Linked DNA regions of Mus musculus: region 2 is linked to region 1. The links are chromatin contacts, called in public promoter capture Hi-C maps. All regions are on one chromosome and are shown on one strand. The core of a region is the stretch at or near the end of the contact, and the rest is flanking DNA. Distances in the headings are between cores, read along the strand shown.

The links. Promoter capture Hi-C pulls out the DNA fragments that hold promoters and counts their contacts.
Region 2: a contact with region 1 is called in a promoter capture Hi-C map of liver, with 2.6 times the contacts expected there. The contact joins the enhancer-like site here to the promoter of Ugcg in region 1. A contact is called at or near these places in 5 of 39 promoter capture datasets (the C10 cell line, hematopoietic stem and progenitor cells, liver and 1 more), 1 of 115 datasets of contacts at active chromatin or transcription factors (bone marrow-derived macrophages) and 2 of 9 other capture datasets (adipose tissue and liver).

Annotation. Positions count from the first base shown.
Region 1 is chr4:59,187,092-59,190,965 of GRCm38.p6, reverse strand. Ugcg (UDP-glucose ceramide glucosyltransferase) reads right to left here and starts at 1,416. Exons shown (of 9, transcript NM_011673.3): 1 at 1,225-1,416. The coding sequence starts at 1,322.
Region 2 is chr4:59,468,855-59,472,882 of GRCm38.p6, reverse strand. Ptbp3 (polypyrimidine tract binding protein 3) reads left to right here. Exons shown (of 14, transcript NM_178164.3): 14 at 1-1,015. Among named protein-coding and RNA genes, the nearest start is that of Susd1, 32 kb to the right of the region's middle. Within about 2 kb of position 1,697, at least 2 of the 459 cell types and tissues checked have an H3K27ac peak or open chromatin away from gene starts, as enhancers often do. A contact at or near this core is called in liver, where this site is marked.

The DNA.
Region 1 (3,874 bases), core at 167-2,666:
TAAAATGAATACTGCTTACATTTCTAAATTCCAAACGGGGTATGTTTTCTTTCACTTTCAAAAAAAACCCCACAAAACCCTGTCTGCTTATCTTATACAGGTGTTGTCTTTCTCGGCGTCAGGAAATGGCACACCAATCGGAGAAAAGCACATGTTTTCTATAGTGGAAAAAAAAAGTAACTGCCTAACGTCCTTCCCTGTTTTTCATTAACATACAGCCTATTCTAGCCTATCCCTATCTGGTAGTTTAAAATAAATAAATAAATAAATAAAAATAAATTTCCTCCCTCCTCTTTCAGGCTAAAATGCCAAGTGAGTTCATCTCTACACATTTAAACAGGCTTCATTTTAAAGACATTTCATTGATGGATCAAAACTCAGCCACCTATGTCATGTCTCTCTCCGCCCCTTCACTCTGTTCTGTTTTAGTCATGAGCTTTATAGGGAATAACCTTATTTAGATTTTTATCATGTTTCATCCTTCTAGAATGTAAGCTTCATGAGGGCAGGAGTTTTGTCCTGCTTTCTCACCTATGTCCCCAGCCCAACTCCAGGTGGTATCTAGTAGGCCTTAGGAGGTACCTGCCAAATGAAGAGATGTGTGTGGAAAACAGATTAAGGATGTAACTCCAAACAAGCCAATACATAAAGACTTGGAAAAAAGATAAATAAAGACATGATACTGAAATGCCACGCTGACAGGACTCGATGCTTTATAACACTGGCTCGGAGACGGACCTTCTTCAAGGCGGGCAGGTGCTACACACCTAGCTAAACACATAGCTCTTCTAGGAAGGAGGTAATCCACTGGGAAGCCTGGGGTGGTGGTGATCAGCTCCCGGAAGAGTGTAAAGGACCATCTCCATAATAGAGACGTGGCCGGCGCGGAGGGAGCGGAAAACCTCACAATACACCATACATCCTCGCCCAGATGGGAAGAAAAATCACACGAATCTCCTACACAATCAAACCAAGTAGACAACCCTCCACCAGACAGAGAAGCAGGCTCCTCTCCTAGAGCTCGGTAGTCGCCTGCAACCCAGGAGTCGGGTCGCGACTCCAGCGCGATTCCCTTTCCAGGACCCCGCGTCGCACCGCCCCAAGGAGACCGATTTAGGGGGCCGTTTGGGGATCAGCTTTCTCTATCCCCGCAAAACGCTACCCTCCACCGCACACACGCCTGCCAGTCCAGCTCGTCCCCGAGGCCCCGACCCTCCAACTCACGTGTAGATGATGGACATGAAATGCATCAGCCACAGCACCACGAAGAGCACGAAGCCGAACAAGGCCATTCCCTCCTGGGCCAGGTCCAGCAGCGCCATCCCCCGGCCCGCTGGCCCGGCCCGGCCCGCTCCGGCCGCCGCGGACAGCGCTGCCGCGGGAGGAGGACGCGGGGGCCGCCGGGTGCGGGGCGCGGGCCGCGAGTGGAAGGTGGGAGAGGAAGGGCCGGCGGGGCGGCGGGCGTGAGGACGGAAGGGGCGGGCAGGGCCTGCGCGCCCCCGGCCACTCGGCGCGCGCTCGGCACCGCGCACCCCTTAGCGTGCGCGCGCTGGTGTGCTGCGAGCGCAGGCTGACCGCGCTGCGCGCTCTAGGCGGCCGTTGCCGCGCGCTCGGGCTCCCGTGGTCCAGACCCTTGGGCTGCCGCTGCCGCCGCCGCCGCCGCCGCCGCCGCCGCCGCCGTCGCCGTCGTCCCTTTCGCTCGCCGCGGCTCTGCGTTCTGGTCCGTGCTCTCTGCCGGCGTCCGAATCCCGGCACGATGCGGTCCGCCCTGCCCCGCCCTCTGGAGCCCGGTGCCCGTGCCCCCGCCCCCGGGGCGGCGCCCTCGCGCCTCGGTGCCGGCCCGCGCGCCCACGGGTGGAGCTGCCCCCGCGTGCTCGCCGCCCGGCAGCTACCAACCGCTGCCGCCGCCCGCGCCCGCGGTCCCCCCCCCCCCTGCACTGTCTCTAAGCAGCACGCGCCGCCTCTACACTTTATCTTGGCCAAATCCGGAGGAGCCAAGAGACTGTGTTATTTAAGGAATCCCCAAACTCAGAATTGGAAGAATCGCTTGATGCTGAATTCGCGCAAGATTGTGCGTTCTCTAGGGCAGCTGAGTGTAATTTGGCTAAGATGTAGCCAAGAGAGTTATGGAAATGTAGCTAGTTCGAGCAGTGCTAGGCTGTTAAGTGTTGCCAGTACACCGCTGACAAACCATCTCATTCATAAATCTTGTATTATTTGCTGGGATGATAGATTTTAGTCATACTGGGTTAAATTACGTTACTCCATTTTTAAAAAGCTGTTAAATGTTGCTATTACTAAAACGTTTAATTATGCATGTGCACGATACTGAAAATGGGGAAATGAAGGCTAGGCTGTGTGAGAAGCCTGTATGTAGCCCAGTTACTTCTGGGACTGAAGCAGGAGAATTACCTGAACTTGAACACACAGGTTCCAGGCCAGGCTGGGCAAATTCAATGAATCCCTGTGGTGGAAAAACAAGAGTATTCTAACTTTAAGTCGCAACTGGGAGAAGCTAGTAGTAAATGTTTCCATTTGTTTCTTCAGCCTGGATACATCTATATTGTTTACAATTGTTCTGTGTTTAAACTGTTTATTATTCAAGTTACTTTTAAAAAATAATCCAAAAATGACGGGCAGTGGTGACATACACCTTTAATCCCAGCACTTGGGAAGCAGAGACAGGCAGATTTCTGAGTTCGAGGCCAGCCTGGTCTACAGAGTTCCAGGACAGCCAGGGCTACACAGAGAAACTCTGTCTCGAAAAAAGAAAAAGGAAAAAAAAAAAATCCTTAAGGTTTGCAGTGTCCTTTGTTCTACTGGTGAAAAATCAGTGGGAAAGAACCATGCTTCGAAATTAATTTCCAGTTGTTGAGAGTTACTGGTTAATAGAGTTACAGCAGGATGGAATCCATACATAGAAATAATAGCACAGGGTTTTAAATGCCACGATTGTGATTAATCAATTCTAAGGCCCACTTTTAAAGCATTCTTAACACATTTTCAATAATCCATTATTTTCAAGAATCCAAAATGGAAATGCATCTCACACTCAGTGACATCTTACAAATAAAAATAATAGGCCAGGTTTCTTTTTCTTAAAATGTGTTTGCTAGTCATATACAAAACAATGCTGTGTGTTCTCAATACTTCCTTGAACTTGGTCAAGGATATGAATTTCTCAATTTGAGCATTTTGTAGCATTTTTCATTTTTTCCAAATCTTTCCTAGACCTTTACAGCAAAGGATTCCATGCAGTATGGTGGGTAACACAGAAAGGACAAAGAAAGTTGGTGTAACTGGGTATAAGTGAATAATGATCAACTTTGTTGCACTTCATCTGGTTAAATTTAGTCTGCTCAAACCTGGCTTTCCAACCAGAGCTCTAGGGGCTGGAAAGATGGCTGGCTCAGCTATTAGAGCACTTGTTAATCTTTCAAAAAGACCCTGGTAGGACGGACATGCAGTATCCATGGAGAACAGAAGAGGGCGTCTGATTCCCCCATCTGATTTCCCCAGAACTAGAGTTACAGATGGTTGTGAGTACCAAGTAGATCTTGCTTTGCACAGGTTTGGAAGATCAGCCAGTGCCCTTAACCGTTGAGCCATCCCTCCAGCACAAGGAAAATATCATCTTTAAAGAAATTTCTCATTCACCAATCTAAAAAGTCAACATACTTTATAATGTCAACATTGATACTCTGAGAATGGCAAAGTAAAAAACAAAAGATTCCAGCGATTGCCAATTGTTGTGTATGATCCACGTGGTCGATGACATACACTTGTCATGGATGGGAAAGTACACCAAGAGTGAATGTTAGTACTAAGTGTGACTTTGGGTGGTAACGATGTGCTGCTTCATTGATTGTAACAA
Region 2 (4,028 bases), core at 448-2,947, 280 kb before region 1:
GCTGCTCATAGCAAATTTCACTTCACACTGTCAGCAGAGGTTTGTTGGTATGTCCTTTGTAAGAACAGGTATTTTAGGTAGGAGGTTTTTGGTTTTGTTTTTGTTTTGGCGTCTTTAAGACTATCATCCTCTAGTCTTTTTTGTTTCTTGGTTGTCTTTTGTTATTTGTTTTTTTCCTTGCCACTCATTGTTACCCAGATCTTTAAAAACACATCCCATATCCAGGAAGTACTAATCACCAAGATTGCTGACCACACCAAGTTTTACACTGAAGTTTCACCTCATTGCTCTGACCAAAGACTGCTTGTTCTGGTTTTAACTCAAAGGTGAAGCATTTTCCCTGAGCTCTTTCCTAAAAGATCCCATGCAGAGCGGCCTTGACTTTTCCTTTCCTATTGGTGAATAGACTACTTAGAGAAAATGGGAGTTGACCATGAACAGAGCGAGACAGAAGGATGGACGGTTGTTTTCAGAACTGTATTTGAGGAAGGAATAGCACAGCTAGACGCCTCGAACATTGTCTAATGTTTTACATGGTCTGTTCATAAAATTCCCTTTTCTGTTTGTAAGGATGTTCATCTAACAGAAGAAAATGCTGTAAATATTTGTAACAACATTTTTTAAACCAGGCCAAAAAGAAAAAAAAAAAAGGTTTTCGGGAACAAGTTAACATATAAAGTGGTTTTATATAAAACAGCGATTGTCTTGTATATTTTGATAAGCAGCAGTACCAGATTTCATTTGTAATACAGTTTGTGGTATTGGAAGAAAAGGATTCTGTGATTGTCTAAGTGAATTATGTTATAAATGCAAAGAGGAGAAAATATTAAAAAACGTATTTTCTAACTGTGTAGTGCATGGTTAATTCAAGCTTCTGTACACTACAATATTGATTCCGCTTCCCTTAGGTTTGTATATTTGATAACTGTTCCTTGGAATCTCAGCCTCTTTTCCTAACACATATAGCATTGTAGCATGCCTTTTAATAAATGTCATGGCATCTGTACTCTCTTAAGGTTTTTCTGTGTTCTTGTCTGTACTTTGGGTTCCCTTTTGTCTTACCTGTAATCCCAATGATGTCATTTGTTTTGTTTTGTTTTGTTTTCCCCATGGCTATCCATCTCAAGTTGTCACACTGGATAGTAGATACTTTAACAACTTTAAACGCCGGGCATTTAAAGAAGAAAAGCCAAAGTCATCTATTCTTTAGGTATAATTCTCATTTTTAATGAAAAAAGCACTTCCCTGTTTTTAAAACATACTGCTTTGTCAGGCATCCTCCATTGCACATATAAATCAGTGTACTCCAAGGCTCCTCCCCTCCTTTCCCCTTTGTATCCAGGGAGGCATGGAGGATATGACCTTCAGTGAGTTGGAGTCCTTTTGAGTTCAGTTGCTAGCTGGCCATATATTGCTTCACTCCAGACAAACACTGGAGTTCAGGAGTCCTGAAGAGTCATGTCTGTTTTACTCAAAATCTCTAGAAAGTGGGCATTTATTTTTAGCACAAAAGGAAATTTTACAACACTGCTCATTACCTACAGCTTACCCATAGGATCTATTATTCACTTAAATGTTACTAAATAACAATTTCAGTAAAAAGGGGCAGAAGAAAAAGATAACCCTATAACCAAATGAAACTTTGATCAGTTGATTAACTGAAATGTGTACAGCAGAGGGCATAGGGTTATCACCAAGAGCTGTGCCAGTTTTAACATGACAACTAAGAGACCATGCTTCAGTTTTCAGTTGATTGCAGTTCTCTTTACCTTTACTGCCTGCTACACGTAAGTGCTATGGTTTTATATTCCCAAGCACAGATAACAGCAGGATTGTGAAGGTCCATCCACAGTGATAGGGGGATGGGATGGACAGGGCTTATGTCCTCTTTACCAAGCCCAACTTAAAAGACACTGGGTATCTTTTAAAGACGACAGTGTGCTGGGAGCATTTTGCTAAAAAATTTAAGCTGACTATATAGTTTGGCAAACCTAGCCCTTTAAAAAGTTCATTCCTTGCAGTTATAGGGCCTGAAAATTCAAGTTGTTTTTCAACTTCAGTGGGAATTTGACACCATTTCTCTTCATGTGCAGTTTTTCTTCTGATACTACCTGTCTTGCTGTGTAGATCTTGTGGTCTTTGTGTGCCTCCCTTTGGTTCTCTTCCCTTGTGTTTGTCCTAATCTTACAGGGCAAGCAAACTTGGTGTAGTGGCACATGCCTGTAGTCCCAGCACTGCAGAAGTAGAGACAGGAGGGAGGATCACTTGGGTTCCACTCAGAGATGATGTTTCAAAGCAACAGAACAGGCATAATTAAGCCCAACCATACCATCTCACCTTGCTTTATCTACTATAGGCCTTGTCTCTAAATACAGTGTGAGATGTGGGGAGTTAGACTTCAAATGTGAGTTGGAATGAGGGGTACACAGTTCAGCCCACAGCACTGTGGAATAGGAATTACTCAGCAACTTACACTGCTTATGCCAACAGTTGAGTTGCATGCTGGGAAAGTAAACATTAAATGCATGTGACTTTTGGGAGAATGCAGTATAGTGGCCATAAAGACCATCTAATTTTAAATCATACCTTTGAATTTCTGCCTCTAAAGTTCCAAAGCTGGATGGTGTAGCTGCTATTCTGCCAAAATAAATACTGCTGAAGCTGCCATACAACTAGTGATATGGCAGTACCTATTTTTTACTAATCATATACTTCTACTCTAGACATAAGCCATTTGAAAGCATTCATTGTTGCTCAGACAGGTGTTATTTGAAGAAAAAAGAATAATAGAACACAAGTCTGTGTGTGTGTGTGTGTGTGTGTGTTTGGGACAGCGTTTCTCTAGCCCTGGCTGACCTGGGATTCAACTTTGTAGACCAGGCTGGCCTCAAACTCAAGAGATCTGCCTGCCTATGCCTCCTGAGTGCTGGGATTAAAGGTGTGTGCCACCATTGCCCAGCCGGAACCTGTTTGCTGAAACAAGGTCCCATGGCCCAGGCTAGTTTCTAACTCTTAAATAGTGCTGGGGTTAAAGGCATGCACTACCACTGCCTGGCTTCTGGGTCTAGTTAATCCTCAATGTGTTAATACTTGGATGGTGCTACTGGGTAAAACAGATGGTTAAAAGGATTAAAGCTATCTTGTGTCTGTTATAGAGATTTCTTTCCCAAGGCATTCCTACGTCATGCCTTTTTTTGTTGTTGTTTCTTGAAATTAATGGGAATTTGTCTTTTTTGAGTTCCTATCTTAACAATTAAAAGGATAAAAATAAATGGTTTCATGAAAGTTAACTCCATTTCTGAACCATTGGGTTTCAGCATGGAATTCACAACTAGTCTAAAGAAATAGAAAAAGAATGGATGAATTCCTGTGAAGAGGCAGTAATGGTTCTTTTGGAAGAAAGTGCCCTCTGTTAGATTTAAGTCAGCACCTATATCTTTGTTCTTGGCCTAAGATTATAGAATTTGCAGAATTCTTGATCTTGGAAGAATACAAATGTCAAGTTGTAATCTGCTTATAGAGATTGTCCTTAACCAAAAGAAAGCAGATATTGAGTATCTAAATGTCAGCAGATGTACACTTTAGAATCAGATGCAGATCAAGAGATAATAGAACATTTTAAAATGGGGCTGTACAGTGATTACATAGAAGAGTCTCGCAGATGGGATGTCAATCAATAGAAGCAGTACAGAACTTAGAGGACGTATTTGCATCAGGTTCAGAAATAGGACCTTGGAGTGACCTTGGCAAAGGAAGAGATTGAGAGGCGGATGAGTCTGTATTTCACGTCTGTGCCAGTTGCTCAGAAGCATTGATTTTCTGATAATACATCTTTGTCTATGTAGGATTTGTGTTTCTGCGTTGCACTTTAATGAGGTTTTAAGAAATTATCAAGCCCAAGGCTTGTGTTGCTTAAGTCAGAAGAATATCCTATCCACTGAAGCTGTCTTAGGAAGAACTCAAAAATGCCATGGTCTAAGTTTACTGCAAAATTCTTCCCCATCTGTGTGTATGTCAAGTTTCACTAA